Linked DNA regions of Oryctolagus cuniculus: region 1 is linked to region 2. Evidence: chromatin contacts called from public Micro-C data. All regions are on one chromosome and are shown on one strand. The core of a region is the stretch at or near the end of the contact, and the rest is flanking DNA. Distances in the headings are between cores, read along the strand shown.

Region 1 (3,569 bases), core at 304-2,803, 470 kb after region 2:
GGTGCATGCCGTCTCTCTCCTCCTTTATAGTCCTCCTCCGCCAATCCCAACTCGGCTGCCCACACGCCGAGTACGCTGCTCTCCTCCAATCAGGAGCAAGTCCTACAGTTTATTGGCTGAACTGGAGGCAGCTGTGTAGAAGCTGTTTTCTCCTCTCCCAGCGCCATATTGTGGGAGAGCAGATGCATAGAATAAGTCTTAATTCCAGTAACTTAGTCTAGTCCGAGTTGCTCCCCACACAGGTCTCCTGCGTGGGCGGCAGATTCATCTTACTTCATCCATTGCTACTGCTTCCCGGGGTCTGCTGGAGCTAGGAGCCAGAGCCGGGAGTTGGAGCCAGAGCCGGGAGTTGAACCCAGGCAGTTCATGGGGGGATGCTGGGGTCTTACTGCTAGACTAAATGCTCACACCTGTAAAACTATTTTTTTCCAAACTTGTTTGGCATCGGAACCCTTTTGTACCAAATTACCTGTGTTGACAACTCAAGGAGCCGGAATTCTGTGGGACGTGCTTTGAGAAAACTACTGCATTTCCAGCCAATCCATGGAAGATCTGACTCGCACAGAAAGGCTGAATAAGGGAATCGATTTTGTCTGCCTGCCTGTCTTTGAGCCGGGACGCCAGTCATCTCCTGCGTTCGCGACTGGAGTTGGACTGGCATTTATACCAACTGGCTGGGTTCTCAGGCCTTGGCACTCAAACTGCAATTGAATCGCTCACCCTCCTGGACCTCCAACATGCTGATTGCAGATCTTGGGACTTCTTAGCTTCCATTGTCACGTGAGCCAATTCACTGTGATAAATCATAGATGGATGGATGGATGGATGGATGGATGGATGCGTGGATGGACAGATGGATAGATGGATGGGTAGAGAGATGACACTAGTAGTGCAGAACTAGCAGAACGTTGACAGGTCTAGATTTGGGAAGAGTCTTGGTTGGCTGTGAGCAGGTTCTGTGAGTCGCGGTTGAGATCTCCCACCCTGCACACTGGTGGCCGGGTCTGGGATTCAGCCGCATCTCGTCCCTCACGGAACCAGAGTTCTTTGCTCTTGGAAACACAGAATTTGCGCATCACTAAAACATTCTTTTTTGATTTTGATGGAGAAAAGTCCGAATAGTGGAAACCCTGATATACTAATACACTGGGTTTTAAAGCTGACTGTATTGCCAGATTATCCTTAACTTTGTGTGCTGAGTCTGCGCATCACGGAGACTAGGTAAGCACTTACAGTGGCGATGTGTGACCAGGAGGCGTGGAGCGGGCGTTCGCTCTGAGATCAAAGGCGGGAATGAAGCCCAGAGGTCCTTGTCTTCCAGAAAAACCACCCTCCTGTGTGCTAGGGGGACAGGGGTCTTCTTAATGTAACAGCTTCCTCCTGCTGCTCCTGTTTCTGCCCACCACTAATCTGGATCTATAAATAGGGTTTAAATATTGCCCTCGTGGCAATTCACTGCGCAGTCAATTACGCACTTTTAATTAAGAGATTTCCAAAGAGCCTCCTTCCGCTTTATCCACGCAGCCGCACAACAGAGGGTGTGGCCTTCCGACAGAGAACGACTTTCTGTGGTTCACATCCAAGGAAAGGCACGGAGGCAGGACAGACTACGGAGCCCCGCCTCCCGGGATTGAGCGAAAGCGAGGCTTAAAAGACGCTGAGGTTCTCCCCAGGACGTAAAGGCCGCGTCTGCTGACCACAGGATGCGGCGTGATCCGTACGTGGCAGCACACCTGGGCACGGAGCTGTTCCACAACCCTGGTTGCTTCCTGCCGGCCCCCATCCTTTGCCTCCCAGAGTGATACAAATCCACGAAGCGGTCATGTGGACCACACTCCACCTAGTGGCCCTCCCGACAACTGCAAAAATAACTCAAAGCCATCCCATCCAGGACTTCAGACCTACATGGTCCGTGCCCATGGCTCAGGGACTTTGGTCAGCATTAGTCTCACCCCGGGAGCTCGTAAAAATCTCGTGCCTGGGCTACTCCTCGTGCAATTAAATTGGGATCCCTGCGGTGGGTCCCAGGCGCCAGCATTTTTAAAACTTCTTGGGTGATTTCAAAGCTGGACAACTGGTGGTCTTTGCAGCCTAAACAATAGCTTAGAAAATAGAAAACCTGCATGAAGTCATCACACTTCTCATGCATCATCAAAAAACTCCATCTGTAGAGGTTTCTTTTCGTCTTCTTTAAAAAAAATGAGATCAATACCCATGGAGGTTACAAACGTGGACTTGGAGTGAGGTTGCTTGGGGCCAAACCCCCCACCTGCGGGGGCGCCTTTTAGTGCCGAGGCTTCCCATGCGTAGGCCAGCACTGATGGGATCCCCAACCCCAGTGAGTTATCCTGAGAGCTACACAAGTAAGTCCCCGTGAATCACTGAGAACGGACCGTACGACACAGTAATAGGACTGAAATGTGTGTTCTCAAGAGCCCAACAGTGCTTTAAGATTTGCTGTTTAAAACTGACGTGTCGGCTGGCACCGCGGCTCACTAGGCTAATCCTCCACCTTGCGGCGCCAGCACACCGGGTTCTAGTCCCGGTTGGGGCGCCGGATTCTGTCCCGGTTGCCCTCTTCCAGGCCAGCTCTCTGCTGTGGCCAGGGAGTGCAATGGAGGATGGCCCAAGTGCTTGGGCCCTGCACCCCATGGGAGACCAGGAGAAGCACCTGGCTCCTGCCATCGGATCAGCGCAGTGCGCCGGCCGCTGCGGCTATTGGAGGGTGAACCAACGGCAAAAGGAAGACCTTTCTCTCTGTCTCTCTCTCTCACTGTCCACTCTGCCTGTCAAAAAAATAAAATAAAATAAAATAAAACTGATGTGTCATGGACATCTCAGACACAACGCACTGGTTTTCCCTCGTGCTCAGGTGCTGCAAAAAGCCTCCTGCGGGCACTGGGATGTAGCACAGATTTCCACTTAAGCGGCAGATATGTTTGGCATTCTAACCAGCGCTGCCAACAATAGAATAGCAACCCCCCCCCCCCACCACCACCAGCATTGTATGAATTGCTGCATTTCTTCCGCCACTTCCTGAGCACCGGCTGTTACCAAGCCTTCAGTTCTTGCCAACAAGAGCAGTGAAGGTTGCCACGATGTTGATGCAAGTTGTAGCTCCTTGGCTAGAGAGCCTGGAGATTCTTACGCAGGGGCTGCAGACTTTCTCTCTCCCCTCTGATGATCTGATAACTGATTCTATGAGACCAGCAGACAGAGACAGATTCGCAGGAGGAAAGACGTTTTAGTTTATGTGCACACACCCAAGTCCCACAAAACGTGAGGTGCACAGAACGGCTGCACCGCTGCAGTTTTCATCTCATGCTGAGCTGCAGAAACGGGCGTTCGGGGCTTCTGGGGGAGGTGGCAGCAGGTTACGGGAGAGCGAGGGAGGAATGGCAGGTGTGTGAAGCTTGTTCTGTGGGTAGAGTACTTCAGGTGACAGAAGTCGCCTGGAGCAGTCCTGCTCCAGGTACAGGTACCGTTACCTTCGACGTAAATTTCTTTTACCAAGCAGTTTGTTTCAGAGCTACTCCTGTGCCTGCAGTTTCTCAGAACAACCACCTCCA
Region 2 (3,844 bases), core at 181-2,680:
ACAGCCGAGGGTTGCTGAACGTCCAAGCCCAAGGCTTCTGCACACACAGCCCTCCCCTGGGCAAGGCAGTCACTCAGAGAAAAGGCAGCTCACAGGATAGCCCACGTCACCCTACCTCATGGCCTTGTCCAGTGGCAGACCGTCCGGCTCCATCCTCCTGGGAAGTCTGCCTACCACAACTTGGGTCTTCCTTTGGATTTCCTGTGCACACTGCCTCCCCCAGGGAGAGAACAGGAGAAGCAGACAGGCGTCACGCACAGGGCGGGGCAACAGACCACTCAGTAAGCCATGGGGGCCTTCCCAAATCTACTGACGGCCCCAACCCCGTTCCATCTCCATGACCATCACTTTGACGGCTGCGAGGGTGCCCTTGAGGGGACAGGATGGCCCACCAGCTGTCAGGAGGGAGAGGTGGTGATCCCACGGAAGCCTGTCTGAGCTGGAGCCCAGCTGTCAGGAAGGAGAGGTGGTGATCCCACGGAAGCCTGTCTGAGCTGGAGCAGGATCTGCTCTCCCAGCCACTCGGGCGGCCGCTGGCCTGAGTCTCCAGTTGCAGGCCCAGGCCCTTCTTGTTGCTCACTAGGGTGCTCACAGGTGCGGCTCTCCCTCCCTCTCCTATCAAACCTGTACCAGTGTGGAAAGGGGCGACTTTCGGCCCTGCTGTGTGCCTCCCCATCCCACACCCACAAATCCATGTGGGTGTGGTGTTCAGATTCCTATGGCAAAAAAATACACAGTTCTGCGCTTGCGCTGAAAATACACATGTAACTTTTTTTCTGCTGGAGAATAAATATTACTTGGCTATTATCTATATACAAGTAAAATTTTATCATAGTTACAGAACTGAATTTATTAGCAAAATGTGGCTTGGCAAAATTTAATTGTAAGTTCTCACAGATTCCTGAACACTTTAATTCTCTCTGTCGTGGTGGGGTCTGTGGGACCAAGAGGCTTGGTCAGCCTGACTCAGCACCGTGTCCTTACCCACAGCAGTGCCTGGAGTGGGCACTTGTCCACTGCAGTGATCAGATGAACAAATGAGGAAAACACGAATGCATGGGTGAGCGAATGAATGGGAGAATGAAGTAAATAAGCCGCTACCGATTTTCCATTTTCCTGACATTTTTATGGAATATAGACTAAAGCAAGCTAAAAGCTATCAAATGTTTGCCTCAGTTTTATTCCTAAACAGTCAAGATTCAGTAAGTTGTAAGCAATGAACACACTGACTCGGAAGCTTACGTGTCTGGAGAACCAGATACAGCTAAGTGAAAAGTAGCACCTGTTACCACCCAGGTCTGCAACAGATGATCAGGGCCACTAGAGGGAGCCACACAACCTGTCAAAGAGCAGCACTAGGCAGCCGCCCAGCAGGCCGGGTTTCTGTGCTTGTCCCAGCATTGGGCTCTGTAACCAAACAGTGCTCGCTGCCAGACTGTACAACGGACAATACAGCAGAGCACGCTGAAACGAGCTTAAAGCTGCAATCTCAGAAAGGGACCCACCTCCCCATCTCAAATTTTTCACATGTTTTCTGTACAATCCCTCTGCTTTGAAAAACTTCAGTGTAAATGGAAAAGAATTTTCCCTACGGATGACAACTGAATCCATTAAAAATCCACCTGGAGAAAGAACGTGAAACCATGATGTACAGAGTAGAAACAGATTCCTACAGCAGGCTGCAGCTATTTCCTGCCTCCAGCGACATCTCGGCAAAGAGCATACAGCGGTGACACATCCGCCACATTCCTTCCCATGAGGGAAGTTGAGGCACGAGCAGCCTGGGAAATCACACTGCGTGGAAGTCAGGTCCCGGGGGTCCAGTTTCATGGGTTCCATTTGCAACTGAGGGTAGGAGACAATTGCCCACAAACTCCTTCTCCAGAAAGATGCAAATACTCTGTAAATGGGTTCAGGACCATTAAAAGCCACAGATGTTGTCAAACAGCCAGCACTGAGCAAACCTTCTAAGACCCAGTCCACAAATGAGGCTACTTCAAAACCAGATTTTAAACCATCTGCCAGGAGCAGAAGTTAACTCCCCTTGAAAGGTGTCGAAGCATCCATGCCTATTTAGAGCAGAAAGCTCAGGGCTGGCCCTGGCTCCTGGCTCAGAGATCCACCCCCCACGGCACAGGGAACTCTCCAAGGAGCACTTGGAAGTGAAGGGACACGAGGGACACAGGGGCAATGCGAGAACCCCTGCCTAATTAATGGCCAAGCCTAAGGAGCCTGGCAAGATGCCTGGGGAATCTGTAGCACCGCCTGGCGTGGGAGCTCCAAGCCGCTAATTTCCACCAAGCCAGGAGCAGCCTGGAAAGCAGGACCCGGCGGGGTACCCACGCTCACCTTTGAGTGCATTTGCAGCACCTGCCAGCACTGACTGACAAGCGGCTGCAGGATGAAGCCCAGGAGCTCCTGCGCGAGGTATAACCCTGCCGGGGGCCCTGGAAGATGGAGACAGGAGGCGTGGGTGACATCTGGAACGCCGTGAGTTACACAGGAAGTGAACAGACCCTAACTTAGAACCACTTTCATTTAAAAGTTACAGTCTTACTAATGTAATCACATCCTAGTTCTACTGACGACCCTGCTTCCTTCAAGGACTCAAATGTGCTTCTGAAATGTTCTCTGTGAAAGTCCCAAGCCTGAGTGAATCAAGGTGGAGGGTTTCGCCTCCGACTCCCAGCTCAGTGTCACCAGGCTAGACCCCACTGGTGCTTACTCAGGGACAACCCCCTTGGGTTTCTCCGGAGAAAGCCATCCGTGTCTCTCCACTGTTAGGCCAAGAGGCCCTCCCCACTCTGGGCATGTGGTGCCTGCATTCCTACACATGGTCTCTTCTCTTTCCCTTCCAGCCAGGGAACAGCCAGCTCCAGGCACAAGGGCCGCGGCCTCATCTCTGACACTTGGAAAACCCACAGGCTGGGCAGGCCCCCATCTGGCATCCCTGATTCCTAACTTGGGGTCCTCCGCCACCTCATTAGGATCCTGCCACGGCCGCTCCCTGTCACTCACTCATCTGTAAAGATCCACAGAGCCCAAAACATAGCGCAGCCACCAAACCTATCGCCATCATCATCAATAAGCTCCAAGGCGCTCTGGCCTGTCATCGCCCGAGGAAATCAGTCCCCAAGAGGAGGCAATGCCGGGCACCTAATGAGCCACCTGCAGCTGCAGAGTTGGCTCTGACACTGATAGGAGGGAAGACAGGCCAGCATTTTAATTACAGGCAGTGAACCTGGGAGAGCCCCCACAGCTTCCACCCAACGCCCCGCCTGCAGCCCCAGCCTGCACCCAGTCCCCGAGAGAGGCCCCGCAGGGCAGCCCCTCCCTCCTGCAGACAAAGGCAAAGAGCACGGCCTGTCAGACGCAGTTTGGAAACCCTGAAACCAGCGCCTCTGGGTCCCCCCTGGCTACTTCCTGGGCATCCCAGCCCTTCCTCCCTTTGGGACCTGCCACTGAGGCCCTGTTCTTCCCCCTCACAAACACCACAGGGACCGTCTGGAACAATCCCAAACTGAAGACAGCCTGCCTGTCTGTCAACAGGGAAATAAACAGCACCACCACCCGCCATCTTTGACGCTGCCACTGAGATGGCAAAGCTGGAGCTGGCGCCTGGCCCAGCCGTGAGCACAGCACTTGGGACCCCTGCCTCCCTCTGCACACAGCTGGGTTCACTTCCTGGCTCCAGCTCCGGATCCCAGCTTCCTGCTCATGCAGACCCTGGAAGGCAGCAGGTGATGGCTCAGGTGGAAGACCTGGGTTGAGTGTGTGGCTCCCGGCTTTAGCCTGGCTCAATCCTAGCCATTGCAGATACTTGGGGGAAGAACTAGCAGATAGG

The links. Hi-C and Micro-C count contacts between places; a contact is called where the count stands out from the background.
Region 1: a Micro-C map of ear pinna shows a contact between it and region 2, with 9 times the contacts expected there. The contact joins two enhancer-like sites. A contact is called at or near these places in 2 of 6 Hi-C or Micro-C datasets (ear pinna and an unstated tissue).

The regions. Positions count from the first base shown.
Region 1 is chr12:8,841,843-8,845,411 of mOryCun1.1, forward strand. No RefSeq gene overlaps it. Among named protein-coding and RNA genes, the nearest start is that of SYNM, 19 kb to the right of the region's middle. Within about 2 kb of position 1,554, at least 1 of the 8 cell types and tissues checked has an H3K27ac peak or open chromatin away from gene starts, as enhancers often do.
Region 2 is chr12:8,374,486-8,378,329 of mOryCun1.1, forward strand. The region is part of intron 9 of FAM169BP (Protein FAM169B); the gene reads right to left. Among named protein-coding and RNA genes, the nearest start is that of FAM169BP, 60 kb to the right of the region's middle. Within about 2 kb of position 1,431, at least 1 of the 8 cell types and tissues checked has an H3K27ac peak or open chromatin away from gene starts, as enhancers often do.